Linked DNA regions of Mus musculus: regions 2 and 3 are each linked to region 1. Evidence: chromatin contacts called from public promoter capture Hi-C data. All regions are on one chromosome and are shown on one strand. The core of a region is the stretch at or near the end of the contact, and the rest is flanking DNA. Distances in the headings are between cores, read along the strand shown. Region 1 holds the start of Tmem213 (transmembrane protein 213). Region 2 overlaps Creb3l2 (cAMP responsive element binding protein 3-like 2). Region 3 overlaps Creb3l2 (cAMP responsive element binding protein 3-like 2).

Region 1 (4,306 bases), core at 825-3,324:
TACCAACCTAGGTAGGCAGATTAAAACCAAGGGTTTTTGTTTGCTTGTTTGTTCATTTGTCTTTTTAAAGACAGGATCTCATGTGTCTAAGGCTATCTTCCTGCCTGCTATGAAACCCTGATTCTCCTGCCACTACCTCTCAAGTACTAAGGTGACCAGAATGTACCACCGTGCTGGCTTCGGGCGATGCTGCAGATTGAGCCTTGCGTGTGCTCAACAAGCCCTCCCCCAAGTGAGCCGTGCCCCTGCCCAAGAGACTGACTTTTGAAGAGCCTTTCGGGAAATTCTATGACTGTCTACTTGAAAATGGAAAGGAGGGCTTAGAGCTCTTAATGCCCCACTGCCCGTGGGTCAGCTTGTCCTTCAGAGGTGGTGTTTACACAGGGCAGGGGAATTAAGGAAGAAAGTTGTTACTCAACCACAGCCATAGAACTGCTGCCACCCAATCCCAGTCCCGCCATCCCGCCTAAAGTATGCTAATAACCTTGATACAATCTGACTAGTGTTGTAAATCATTTACATAGTTTAGAGTGGAGCCCAGTTTTGGAGAAACTGATTCCTGGACATTAGAAATTCCCTTCAAAACCAAGTCATGTCATTAGCTTGTCTCTCCACCTAGGGTGGGAGTATTCTCAGGACAGAGTAAATGAATGGGGGGAAAATTAACGAGATGCCAGTATTAGCTTGAATCCTGTGAGGTTGCGATTCTTAGAGGTCAAAACTCTCTTTTTATCAGGGGCTTTATATTTGAATATCACCCTTCAGTGTTCTAAGAACCAACCAGGGATTGGTGAACTAGGGGAGACCCAAAAGGCACTGTCATGGTAAACAGAAGAAGAACAACCATAAAACCTCGCCCCCTCAATGTATCAGTATGTGGTTGATAAATTGATAATAATCATAGCTGCTGGCATTAACTGTGTGCTTGTTTTGTTGTAAATTATTTACAAGCTGTGACTCATCTCCTCTTTACAAAATAAATCACAAACCACCCTTGACTCCCCAGTGTTATAAACAAGGAATCTGGGGCACAGAGAGGTAAAGTAATTTGCTCAAGATCACACAGCTAATAAGCAAGATGAGGAGAGAGGCGTCAAGGTTCTGTAGCTCTGAAGGGTCCCAAGAGCCTTCTGACAGTTCCTAGACTAGAGACTCAGGATGACAGAGTATTGAGAAGGGTGTGCCAGGGAGTGGGGTCACTCCAAGGAAGCTTGAGACAAGGTCAGTGCCAGGATCAGGAGAGACGAAGCCAGACTGCTAGATGCTCAGGTGTAGAACCCAGCTAGGAAAGCTAAGCCTCTTCCCATGTGAGAAAAGAAACTACCCAGGGTGAGAAACTGTGCTGTGCTTCTGATGCCAGCCCTGAGGAGGCGCAGGGAGGGGGAGGGGTAGGAGGAGGTTAGAGAGCCGAGGTAGCAGCGGTCCAGTTTCAAATTGGCCCGGGCAGTCCGGGTTGGAAGGAGCCTCTGCGGCGGTGCTAAGGGGAGGTGAGGGTCCATCCTGAGGGAGCCTTGGAAGAGCTATGGGAAATAGCAGGGGAGCCAGCCGTACCCCTTTCTACAAGTTTGGTCCCCTGATGAGTGAGATGCCTGCTGGCAAATTGGCAAATTTGTTTGTTGTGTTTTGTTTTGTGGCAAGGGTCAACAGGGGTGATTGCTGCTGTCCTACCAAAGGAATTGATTGCCAGGAACCCAAGACGCCCCCAGCTGACTCCCACCCCTGCCGGCTCTGTTTCTAATCCTCCAGGGAAGGGACTCCCGTTTCCTCTTTCCTCTGGGCAGGACCAACCCTGGCCAAGGAATCCTCCCCTTCCCTGAGTCCTGCCCTCCCCTTTCCAAGGTGGCCAAGAACTAGCTCAGAACTACTGTTACCTGTACCGCAGGATAAGTGGAAGGAGGTGAGGACCAGGCTGAAGAGGAGGGCGGCCTGCGGGGCAGAGGTGAGGTGCCCAGGGTTTCGGAGGAAGACACCTGACTGGGCCATGTTGCTGCAGAGGTGCCCTGGGGTGGAGAACATGTGTCCTGTGTGTGCTGGGTTTGAGGTGACTCCTGTCCTGCAGGAACTGGGAGTCTGTTCAGTGTTTGGGGGTAAAGAAAGAAGGTGGAGCCAGGTGAAATGCCTGTCACACCTGCCTCTGTAACTGTGGCTGGGGGAGGGGAGGGGCAATCCCGGCCTCCTTCCCTGAGACAAGAGTTCCCATTGAGGAAGAGGGAGGCGATTCCCTTAGACCTGCACTTGCTGTTGCTTCAGCTGCAGGCATAGTGTAGATTCTCTAAATCAATTACTTATTGATTTGAGTAATTATCAATTATTTATTGCTTACCTGCAGCTGTGTGCACTGAACTATGCTATAACCTGCAAACACCCCAGCTTAGCGTGTTGGCATTACAGAAACCCAAGATCCTGAGCAACCTGGGAAGTGATTGCATGACTAAGGACTCTGGGCATCAGCAACAAGAGTCCAGTCACCTCTGCTGATGAGACACTTTAGGGAGCAAAATGACATTCAGACAGGGCCTTGAGGAATGCATAGGATTTTGACAGGTGGAGAGGAGAAAGAGGCCCTGCAGTAGGAAACTCCTTTGAAGCCCACTGTGACCCTGACATAGATAAATTTGGTCCCACTCTGGATAGGGAGATTTGTGCCTGTGTCAGGAAGCAAGAGGGAGGCTGTGTGAAGGTCCTGAACTGAGTAGTGGCAATCTGTGACTGCTGCTTTTAGCCTAAATGTTTGACTGACAGTATTCTTAAGTGTCCTTACCTAAGGCAGTACATTCCAAGAACTCAAGTGGATGCTTGAAACCATGAATACTGCTGGAATACACGCGCATGCATTGCACGTACGCACTTTCCTAGAAATGCATACCTATGGTAACGTTTAATTTATGGTTATAGTAAGATTACTAACACAACTAATAATTAAGCAGCAATTATAACAATGTATTATGTACTATTTAAAACTTAGGAATGCCTGGTTGTGGTAGTGGTGGTAGAGCATGCTTTTGATCTCGGCATGCCTGAAAGAGAGATGGATCTCTGAGTTTGAGAGCAGCCTGGTTTACAGAGTGAGTTCCAGGGCAGCCAGGGCTACACAGAGAAACTCTGTCTCCAAGAACAAAATAGTGGGTGCTGGAGGAATGGCTTAGTGGTTAAGAGTACTAATTGTTCTTCCAGAGGACCTGGGTTCAATCCCCAGCACACAATGGCAGTTCACAACTGTTTGTAACTCCAGTCCCAGGGTATCTGACACCAATACACATGAAATAAAATTTTTAAAAAGGAGTCTTGCTTATAAATACAACAATAATAACAATTTAGGAATTGCTTCTGGAATTTTCCACTTAATATGAACAGCGTATAACTGAGGCCAAGTAACTGAAATCTCAGGAAGTGAAAGCGGAGAAGAGGGAGCTGACATCGGTGTGTTGCATCGGTGTGTTCCACACTCAACCCTGAGGGTGAAAAGCGCCCAGGAGCGCCATTTGAGACTCTGAGGTAACAGACATGGTTTCTGTCCTTGAGGAGCGCACACTCCATCAGAGACCAAGCAAGGAAGAACTTGAATGCAGTATGGAAAGACAGTAATGGAAAGAGGGGAGGGATAGTGGTTATTTTGGAGCGGGGGGGGGGGGGGGGGGGGCGGGCAGGGGAGGAGCATACAGAGGAAGTGACGTCTAGCTGCATGTTGACGTTTGCATATGCAGATGGGAGTTGATGGGTTCTTCCAGTGGCAGCAGGGCTAGCTCAGAACTTTATCCCCTGTGTACCTACACACAGCCCAGTAAGGATCACTATGGCTGCAGTCTAGCTCACTGAAAGCTCTGCAAAAGGCGATCACGTCTCACTCCCGTAATGCTAGGAATTAAGAGATGAGAGCGCGAAGATCGAGCCTGGGCCAGCCCCGGCTACATGAGCCTCCCCACCCGCAACCCCCCAAGCCGATAAGCCTCAACAACCACAAAAAGTAAAATAAATAAGAGAAGCTCTATGGACACACATGTGTAGTGGCCCCGGAGGTCACTTGCTTTAGGTTTTTCCAAAGGAATAAATTAATAGTAGCCCTGAGTTGGGGGAATTGGGTAGACGAGTGTCAGGAAGTTTAATTTCAGATCTTTCTGAGAAAAGTCCAGGGCAAACCAGACACTGTTTGGACATTCACCTGTGTCCAAGTAGCAACACTGTGGGCAGGCCTTTGGTTGGGGATAAAGGGGTCGAGAGGGCATTCCATGATGGGGATGGGATGTTTGATCCAGCTCTGCAATGGAGTGTAGCTCACCAGGCACAAGGAAATTGATATACAGAGGGC
Region 2 (4,306 bases), core at 1,348-3,847, 770 kb after region 1:
AAACAGGTACACATGTACATACAAGTACACATATACACAAATATACATCTGTACCAACATGTATCCACATACATATATGCACACATCATACATGTATATGCATGTACACACAAGTACACATGAGCATACGATCACATTCATGGATACACACATACAAACATGTATCCCTATGCATATATTTGTGTCATTATTATTAGACATTAGTGGCTACAGACCTCACTGCTATTAGACTGGTTGTTACCATGGCCCTTTATTTTCACCTGGGTCCTGGTACAGTTCTCCCTTCTGTGGTTATTTGTAATAGTGACGTTTTGTGTCTAATGACATGTGCACATGTCATTCCATGGGGCTGTTGTCAATATCACATTAATGTGACTGCAGCACATTTCCAGCAGGAAAAGCAGCAGCAATCTGCATGTCACCAAGCTGTTGCCTTCTGCCAGAATTCCAAACTGAAAGCATGCATTGGGAACTACAGTGTTTGCTCATCTTAAAGGGCTGTTTGTAAGTTCTTAGAAATCAGAACCCATTCAATGACCAGTTTCACTTCAGCTGACTCCGTGTATGATCATCTTTGAGTCTGTAAAGAATACACTGATGGATGTCAAATCAGTGAGCTTAGCCTTTCTGGCTTCCTCCAACAATTCCCCCAAACTTAGAGCATCTGGCACTGTAACTGGGAGGGTTGTGGTGGAGGTCTGGCTTGGAACTTGTGCCACTCATCCCACCAAGGCGCTTTTGGGATATCTTCCTTGCTAAAAGTCCCTTTTCAGGGGGGTACCTGGAAGAATATTTGTCTTAGGAAAGTGGATGCTAATCCCAGGAGTCTTACCTAGAAATTGGAAGGGAGGGGTATTTCTGTTGTCCTGGGGAATCTGTTTTCTCAGACCGTGGGTGGGCAGAGAGGAAGTGTAGAATGTTTGATGATAAACAGGCAAAAAAATATATAAATAAATAATATTTATGTTTTTGCTTCCAAGCCACCAGAGGATGTTGGAGCAAAGTAGATGGCATTGGTACAGCTTGGGAAGGGTCCTTCTAGCTGAAGGCTGGGTAGAGAGAAGATGACCATCCCTGTGTAGCTTACAGCTGAGCTTACATCCTGGCACAAGAATGCTCAAGGCAGAGTTGGGGCACCCAGTGACAGCATCAGCCAACGCTGGAAGCAGTGAGGTCCCTGCTGTAGTTCAGCAGGCAGCCCAAGACCTTAGGATCGATGCCTTGGAAGAAGTGTTCCTGCCTGTGGGCTTGCTTGTATATAGGTCCCAGGACTTGAGGGAGAACCTCGAGAGGAACTTGGGGCTGGCATTACAGATGACAGTCACATGCTACACACACACATGCTACGGCTGGCAGGATGGCAAGTCTGTAGAATGAGTTCCACTGAGCCATTGGCCAGGCAAGAGCTCACTCAGTATCTGGTGCTGCTGCGGTGGGGGCTGTGTTGGTGGGTAGTGCAGAGGCTTCTGAGGAAGCTTAGGCAGGACAGAGAGGAAATTCTACGACAGAAGAAAGTTCTGCAGCACAGGGACTCTTGGTTATGAACTTTTAAAGTGGAATTTAAAATAAGTGTGCTATCAGCATTTCTTCACCTTGAGCAACATGCAGTGTGCTTTTAAAGCAAATCCTACTTTGATAAATTAATAAGGGTCATGTCTAACCCCATCTGGTCATGCTTTTATATAGCCAAAATGAAAAGTATGATTGAGTACAATAGCCTTCCATAGGAAATATTATCTTGCTATCCTAAAATTATTCCACATGGCAAAAAACACAGAGTGGGTAGGACCACAGGGAGATTTTTTTGAGTTTAGAAAGCCTTCTACCATGTGTGCTGAGGGCTGTTCAAATTCTTTCACCAAGTCTACCTCCACTGATACTGCAGAAAGGAAAACCATCTCAAAGCCAGCCTACCCTTGCTTAAACTAAGAGAATTCATGTCTTTGATACTGGGCAGGACAGAATTACAAACCTCAGAAAAGCTTGCATGTGTTTTCATCATTGGAAAGACATGCCGCGGGTAGGCTGTGATGGCAAGCAAGATGTGAGGAAATCCCAGAATTCTTCTTGCCTGGCTTTCAAACATTCCATCACGGTTCGCTGTTTTCTGAAAATCTTTGATACTCAGACCGTATGTTCTCACAAACCCTTTCCATTTTGTAGTGGATGCCGGCCTTGAGCAGAGCTGATGAGAATGAGGCAGGGGTCCCAGGCTTTATGCTAGTCCCCCTGAGTCCCGGGAGACACTCTAACCTGGGAGGATGTGCTGCCAGACCCCTGCTATGTCTTGCCATTCTTGGTTTAGGATTTGCAAAGATGCTCCCACACAACATCCTGATATTACAGTGTGTATACTGCTGTCCTCATCTCTGAACATCCACAGTTGTCCTAGCTGGGGAGTACCATCCCCCTTTCCCTCTCTCCTCTTCCCTGCTCCCTCCCTTCCTCTGCAGAGTGCTCTGTGTAAACTTGCCGCTCACTGATGGACTGGCCATTTCCAGTCAAGCCACCACCTCTGGCCCCTCCTGCTATTGTTCTCTGCCGGCCTTTGTTTCTCTCCTTCTCTTGTTTTTGTTTTTATAGATCAGTGTCTCTCATCTCTTGGTGAAACGAGCCTCCTTTGTAATTACCACTGCCCTAGTCAGTTCAGACTGCTGTAACACAATACCATAAAAGGACTGGCTTGGAAACAACAGAAATGCATTTCTTGCTGTACTGGAGGCAGAGGCGGCCAAGATCAAGGTGCTGGCAGATTCGGTGTCTGGTAAAGGCTGCCTTCTGGTGCAAAGAAAAAAACGACAGCTCCTAGCTGTGTTCCCATGTAGTGAAGAACTGTACTTTTAGCCCCTTATGTGGGCACTCGTCCTGTTATTAAAACTCTATTCTCAAGGCTACTCACCCCACACCCCCTGCCTATTATCATTATATTGCAGCTTCAGTCTGAACATAGGAACTTGGAGAGAGGGGAGTCATCCAACCAGAGTGTCCTTTTCTTCCCTCATTGGCTGACAGACAAGTTTCTGCCTGTCAGGGTTGATTTGGGGGCTCCTCTCTTGCCCAGAACAGCTGCAGGCTGCAGAGCTGTTGTCAAGGCTGACTCTGAAGCTCCAGGGGGTTCTGCGGTGGCGCTGCCAGCAGGTGTAGTCCAAAGGACACCCGCCCAGGTGTAGTCCTTTTGCCGTGCTTCCAGACCCTGCTCAGTCACAGGTGTGAAGCCGCTATGACTTCTGCGGGAGAGTCGTTCAGAGCAGCTCGCTCTCACGTGCCCCTTCCTGACTTTCACTTATCACCGTGGCAGGACTCTCCTTCAGCAACTTCAGAAGCTTCAGACTTTGGTGATGGGGAAGGTCTCTCGAACCTGCAAGTTAGCTGGCACACAGACTGGCACCTGCCTCATGGTGAGTTTCCCAAAGGGACTTCCTCCCCTGGCAAGCCCCCCATTTCCAGACTCCCCTACCTTGAAAATGCTAACAATGAATGAAGCCAGAGAGACCATACATCCCGTTCCAAGGCTTCCCCTTGTCTCGTCATTTCAAGGACACAAGTGAGGGTGACCTGACCCCTAACAGACTTGTGCTCTTTCTTGTCCCTTGTTCCCAGAGGTCAGCCACCCACAGTCTGAGCTCTACAGCTCCCCGTGTTCTCTCCTTACCTCTAGGTCGTTGTGCTTTGCTTTGCTGTTGCATTTGGAAGCTTCTTTCAAGGCTATGGGCCTTATCCTTCTGCCACCAAGATGGCTCTGCCCAGCCAGCATCCTCTGTCAGAGCCATACACAGCCTCCGTGGGTAAGTCACCACCTTGTTTTTGTTTGCCTGCAGTTGGCTTTCCGAGCTCTCTGCAAGGGATCCCAACCCATGTGTAAGAGTAGAGCATCTCTGTTTGCAGGTGGGGTGTTCTGGGAGTGGCCACTGGACTCCCTGGGTAGCACCAGGAATTCTCAAGAATTCCACAGAGAGTTAACAGAAGTCCCTAGTGCTCCAGATTCCTTCTCTGATAAGCCCTGACACCCCCTTTGGAGTTCTGACTTGGGGTGGGGTGGGGCGATGTGGATCTTGGAAGACCAGAGAGCGAGGAGGACATTTAGCTTGCTCTGATATCTCAGAGTCTCTGACTCCCTGAGGGGAGTTATATGGTGTTGCAGTGAGAGTTTGCAACAAAAATTAAAGAACTCATCTGTCTTGGGCTCAAGACTTTGGATGCTCAGAGATGTTCACCAGATAGCATATACTGTTCTCACCTTGACCAATGGTAATCTTTTGAGTATTTAGAAAACAGAGGGGAACAAGGAGGGAATATACACCGAGTG
Region 3 (4,306 bases), core at 1,316-3,815, 680 kb after region 1:
CCAAGCTACTTAACTTTGCAGAAGGAACCAAGTTCCTTTGCTCTGGTTTTCTGCTCCAGTAACTTCAGAGAGACCTAGGAAGAAAACGTGTTGAATCAGGAGCTTATGGGGAGAAGGGCCAATAAGGAGAACTGGGGGTCTGTGTGTGTTACAGCTCAGCTGTGAAAAGACTTTGAGGGAAGGGAGTTGCTAGAAGTTTCTTTGGCTCTCTACAAAATGCCCTTGGGCTCCAGGTCCTTTGGTGATTTGCATGGCTGAATTCACACTTCAATTTTTCAGGCACCTGTCCCGAGGAACTGAAATTCTCTGTGAGTTTTGGTGGGGGAGTGTTGAGGCAGGTGTTTGTATTCTTGAAGTTAGTCTTAGGGTTTCCATTGCTGTGAAGAGACACCGTGATCAAGGCAACTCTTACAAAGGACAACATTTAATTGGGGCTGGCTGACAGGTTCAGAGGTTCAGTCCAGTATCATCATGGCAGGAAGTATGACAGGCATGGTGCTGGAGGAGCTGAGAGTTCTGCATCTTGATTTGAAGACCACCAGGAGAGCCTGGCATCCTCAGGCAGCTAGGAGGGAGCTCTCTTCCGCAATGTGTGGTATCTAAGAATAGAAGGAGACATGGTGTGTCTCCAAAGCCCACCCCCACACTTCCTCCAACAAGGCCACATTTCCTAACAGTATCACTACCTATGGGCCTGAGCATATTCAAACCACCACAGAGTTACAGCAAGAGGGGACAAGATACCTGTCAGCCGCTGGAGCAACTGTCCATTACTCGACACTGAGATTACCAACTTCATGTTTACCTTATGCAAATAGCTTTCCTTGCTATTTAGAGGAATCTGTTAGCATGAGAAGAGTGGAGGAGGGGGACCATAATCGTGGTTGAGTGACCCATGTGGGACTACAACCCACAGCTTCACAAAGCTCATAACCCCTCCATTTTATGACACTCCTTCCCTACCCCCAGCTTCCCAGCAGAGCTGTTCTACCATGGCACTGAGGAACAGGAGTGAGGACAAGGAAGTCACATGGAGTTCCTCTGGGCTGCATCCAGTCTTGAACTTTCTGAAGAAGGTCATAAAAATAGCCTCAAGTGGTAGTACATGCCTGTAATCTAAACACTTAGGAGGAAGGGATAACCGGGTCATCACAGTTTTGAGGTCAGTCAGGGTTACATCCTGTCAAAAATAATAAATACGTGTCCATGGAAGTTGAGTTGTTCTCCTCCTCAGAGAGCCTCCTGAGACCTGGGCTGTAAGATGGTATCTCTCTTTCCTTTCATCTGGACCCGTTAACCCCATCATACAACAGAAAGTCACGGAGACGCCTCCCTATGGATGGGCCCTTTCCTACAGTGTCTCCTGACACATTCAGTGAAGCTTCAGGAAGAAGCTTCTAGAAGCCTGTGTCTAAATTTCCATCTCCCTCGGAAGTTACGCTTTTTATTTTCACGAAAATGTCACTGTGGTTCTTGGCGTTGACCGTGAGAGAGTGAGCCCTTGGCTACACAGCTGACATGTTTTAAGCAGGTACCCAAGCAGCCTCCAACAGGAGGCTTTCTGATGTCTTTGGTCTTTCATGAAATGGTCTTTGCCAACTGATAGAGAAATCCCCTGATTGAGAGACTTTTCTCTTTTACTGCTCACTTAAGAAACTCACCCCAGCCAATTTGCTTTTAGAAAAATAAAACAAACAAACAAACCAAAAAACCCCCACACCCGTCACAATTTAAAAACTATAAAAATCACAAGCACATTGGTGACCATCTTGAAAGCCCAGCAATTTAAACAGGTTAAGAACCTACTTATGCCATGAACCAAGAGTGCTCCTTCTAAGTCCTCCAGGGCTCTTGTAGTTACTGGCCAGTGTTCACGGGCCTGGAATTTTCCTATGCATTTATTCTTCCATCTTTATCACAGAGACCTTTGTTTTTATGACTGCAAAGTCAGCTGCGTCCTTTGCAACCTATGCTTACACTGATGGAAGGAAGTGGAAAGGTGAATCAGGAAAGCCTGGATTGAGAAGCCAAGGATTCCTCTACCTTCATCAGAAGCCCACTTGCCTTTCTTTGACCACCTCTCCCAAAAGAGTGGCCAGAAAGAAGGCTTTCATTATAGCTGAGCGTCTTTCTACCCAGGATGAAACCTGGATGAGAAAGGTGGATACCCCATGGCCAAGCAGCAGTGTCTGTTGTGACATCAGAGTCCCATTTGACCAGGCTTACGCAGTCATTGGTCTAGAGACGAGCTGGGAGCTGATCACAGTCCCTTCACCCAACAGATGGAGGGACTGCTTCCTTCAGAGGACGGGGACGAAATCCTCAGTGGTCCTTTGGATACTTCTGGGTGGGTGCTTGTTCTGACCTGTTAACTGTGGCTGGAACATGGGTGGAACTGGAGATGTGGGGAACAGGGAAACAGGCGGTGTTGTGTGTAGGAATCAAAAGGCGTGATTATGCTTTCTCAGGAAAAGCGGCTGGCCAACAATAATTAAGGGGCTGCCTCTGAGTGCAGGGCCTGGAATCCGGCCCTCTGGAATGATCGCAAAAACCGTTCCTTGTAAGGCTCAGCCCTGCCCCTGAGGAGTGCAGGCTAAGAGGGCTCACAGCTACAGTTGCAACGAAGAGGCACCCAAGAGGTGAATGGGAGAAGAAAGAAAGGCCATGGAGTCAGAGTAACCAGGGCCAGATGTTGGCTGCAGGGGAGTGGACTTGGAACAGGCATTTGTAAAGCTCTCCTATGTGGTGGATGGGAATCCTGCTTTGACAGTAAGCAGTTTTGTTGGTTGGAAATAGTGCTGTAACCGGCCAGAAACCTGGTGTGTTTTCCCTGCAAGAGCAGCCTAAGCCACTGATGCACAGGGGTGTTAGAGTACTCGGGTGACTATAAGCCAGTGGCTCTCAAAGTACTCTGAGACTATAAGCCAGTGGCTTTCAAAGTACTCCGAGACTTGAATTGGACTGGAAACCTCTGGAATGCTCTCTAGGATATTAGATATAGACTGTGTATTGGCACCTCTCATGAATGTTAAAAAAAAAAAGCAGCCATGTTACATCGTGTTGCTAATTAAAGGCCTCTTAACACGTTCTTGGGATTCTAACAGGTTGAAAGTGACCTTTCTGACCATCAGTGGTGGGCTCTGGCCCTGTACTCACTCACAGGTCCCTGAGTAAAGACACCATTTCCCCTCTGGTCCGGTACACTGACCTTGGCTGGCGGGCTGTTGCAGGCTCTCTGATTTGGAGCGTCAGTGGACGTTTCTGAGTTGATTGCGGTTCAGACGGGAGTATTTTCCAGCCCCTTGCTTCTTTTAACTTCTTTCCTTGTTCTTGGTATTGCTAATTCTTTTCTACACCCATTTTGAATTTTATTTGACCTCGAATTGTTAAGTTCCCTTTAAGTCACTTAAAAGCCCTTCAAAACCTGGCAAACAAGAGTGTACTTGAAGAGTGTAGATGCAGAGACTGGGCCTGGCTGAGGGCTGAGGCACTCCTGACCCCAGGACACTCACTCCATAGTCCTTGAGGCATGCAAGAGGAATTTGCCACCATCCCTGCCCACCTCTTCCACATGGCCACTGCTCTTTCCTTTCTCTCTTGGTCCCTCTGTGCCTTTGCACTCCTCCTCCTTGTTCTTGGGCCTGCCTTCCACCTTCTTCCCTTGTTTCTGCTTCTAGCAGCCTTGAACTAGGGGTTTTTCTACTCTCAGAGTGACCTCTTTCACAACAAGGACTTGGCAGCCACAGTGTTTTGGAGGGTATCGTCTACAAGGCATGTATTCCTACCTGTGTGGGGTGGATTTCTCTCTGGTGTATGGAAAGTGCATGATTTTAGTCCCAGACGTATGGGATAGCTAGGGCCAGAGGAGGAATCCCATTGTGCAAATCCACGGACTAGTGAATAAACATTGGGTCAACAGGGACAGGAGCTAGGTAGGCGTTCTTGGAGTTAGAGATGGATGAGCAAGCAGCCTGATTTCTGGTCACGAGGATAATTTCTTCCCATTTTGCCTTTCCTGTCCCTCGCTCTGTTTATCTGAAATACTGGTTCTGTAGCCCTACCCGTTCTCCAACCCATGTTTAGAAATCTCTGCTCTGTATTTTCAGAGCTGGACTAGCAAGTTGGAGGCATGTGAAACTCAGCTGCTATTTACAGGTGTCTATAAGCTTGGCGCAAGCCTCGGGCACCAGCTATCTTCCCCTTTCTTCAGCTGTACTTACGTAGGCCTAGGGGACACTCTGCTGGTGTGCCACCTTCTTAATTAGACCTCCGGTCACTTCCTTGACTGACTCCAACACTTTTGGAG

Evidence for each region. Promoter capture Hi-C pulls out the DNA fragments that hold promoters and counts their contacts.
Region 2: a contact with region 1 is called in a promoter capture Hi-C map of embryonic stem cells, with 4 times the contacts expected there. The contact joins the enhancer-like site here to the promoter of Tmem213 in region 1. A contact is called at or near these places in 5 of 39 promoter capture datasets (the 3T3-L1 cell line, embryonic stem cells, hematopoietic stem and progenitor cells and 1 more), 2 of 115 datasets of contacts at active chromatin or transcription factors (embryonic stem cells and trophoblast stem cells) and 1 of 9 other capture datasets (adipose tissue).
Region 3: a promoter capture Hi-C map of stem cell-derived epiblast-like cells shows a contact between it and region 1, with 3 times the contacts expected there. The contact joins the enhancer-like site here to the promoter of Tmem213 in region 1. A contact is called at or near these places in 7 of 39 promoter capture datasets (the C10 cell line, cranial neural crest, frontonasal cranial neural crest and 4 more), 1 of 115 datasets of contacts at active chromatin or transcription factors (extraembryonic endoderm stem cells) and 1 of 9 other capture datasets (embryonic stem cells).

Annotation. Positions count from the first base shown.
Region 1 is chr6:38,107,121-38,111,426 of GRCm38.p6, reverse strand. It overlaps Tmem213 (transmembrane protein 213), which reads right to left and starts at 2,074. Exons shown (of 3, transcript NM_029921.1): 1 at 1,872-2,074. The coding sequence starts at 2,016. The region is part of intron 1 of Atp6v0a4 (ATPase, H+ transporting, lysosomal V0 subunit A4); the gene reads left to right.
Region 2 is chr6:37,335,307-37,339,612 of GRCm38.p6, reverse strand. Creb3l2 (cAMP responsive element binding protein 3-like 2) reads left to right here. Exons shown (of 12, transcript NM_178661.4): 9 at 3,299-3,398; 10 at 3,659-3,785. Among named protein-coding and RNA genes, the nearest start is that of Dgki, 37 kb to the right of the region's middle. Within about 2 kb of position 2,597, at least 68 of the 459 cell types and tissues checked have an H3K27ac peak or open chromatin away from gene starts, as enhancers often do. A contact at or near this core is called in embryonic stem cells, where this site is marked.
Region 3 is chr6:37,422,805-37,427,110 of GRCm38.p6, reverse strand. All of the region lies in intron 1 of Creb3l2 (cAMP responsive element binding protein 3-like 2), which reads left to right. Among named protein-coding and RNA genes, the nearest start is that of Gm33275, 6.9 kb to the right of the region's middle. Within about 2 kb of position 2,565, at least 53 of the 459 cell types and tissues checked have an H3K27ac peak or open chromatin away from gene starts, as enhancers often do.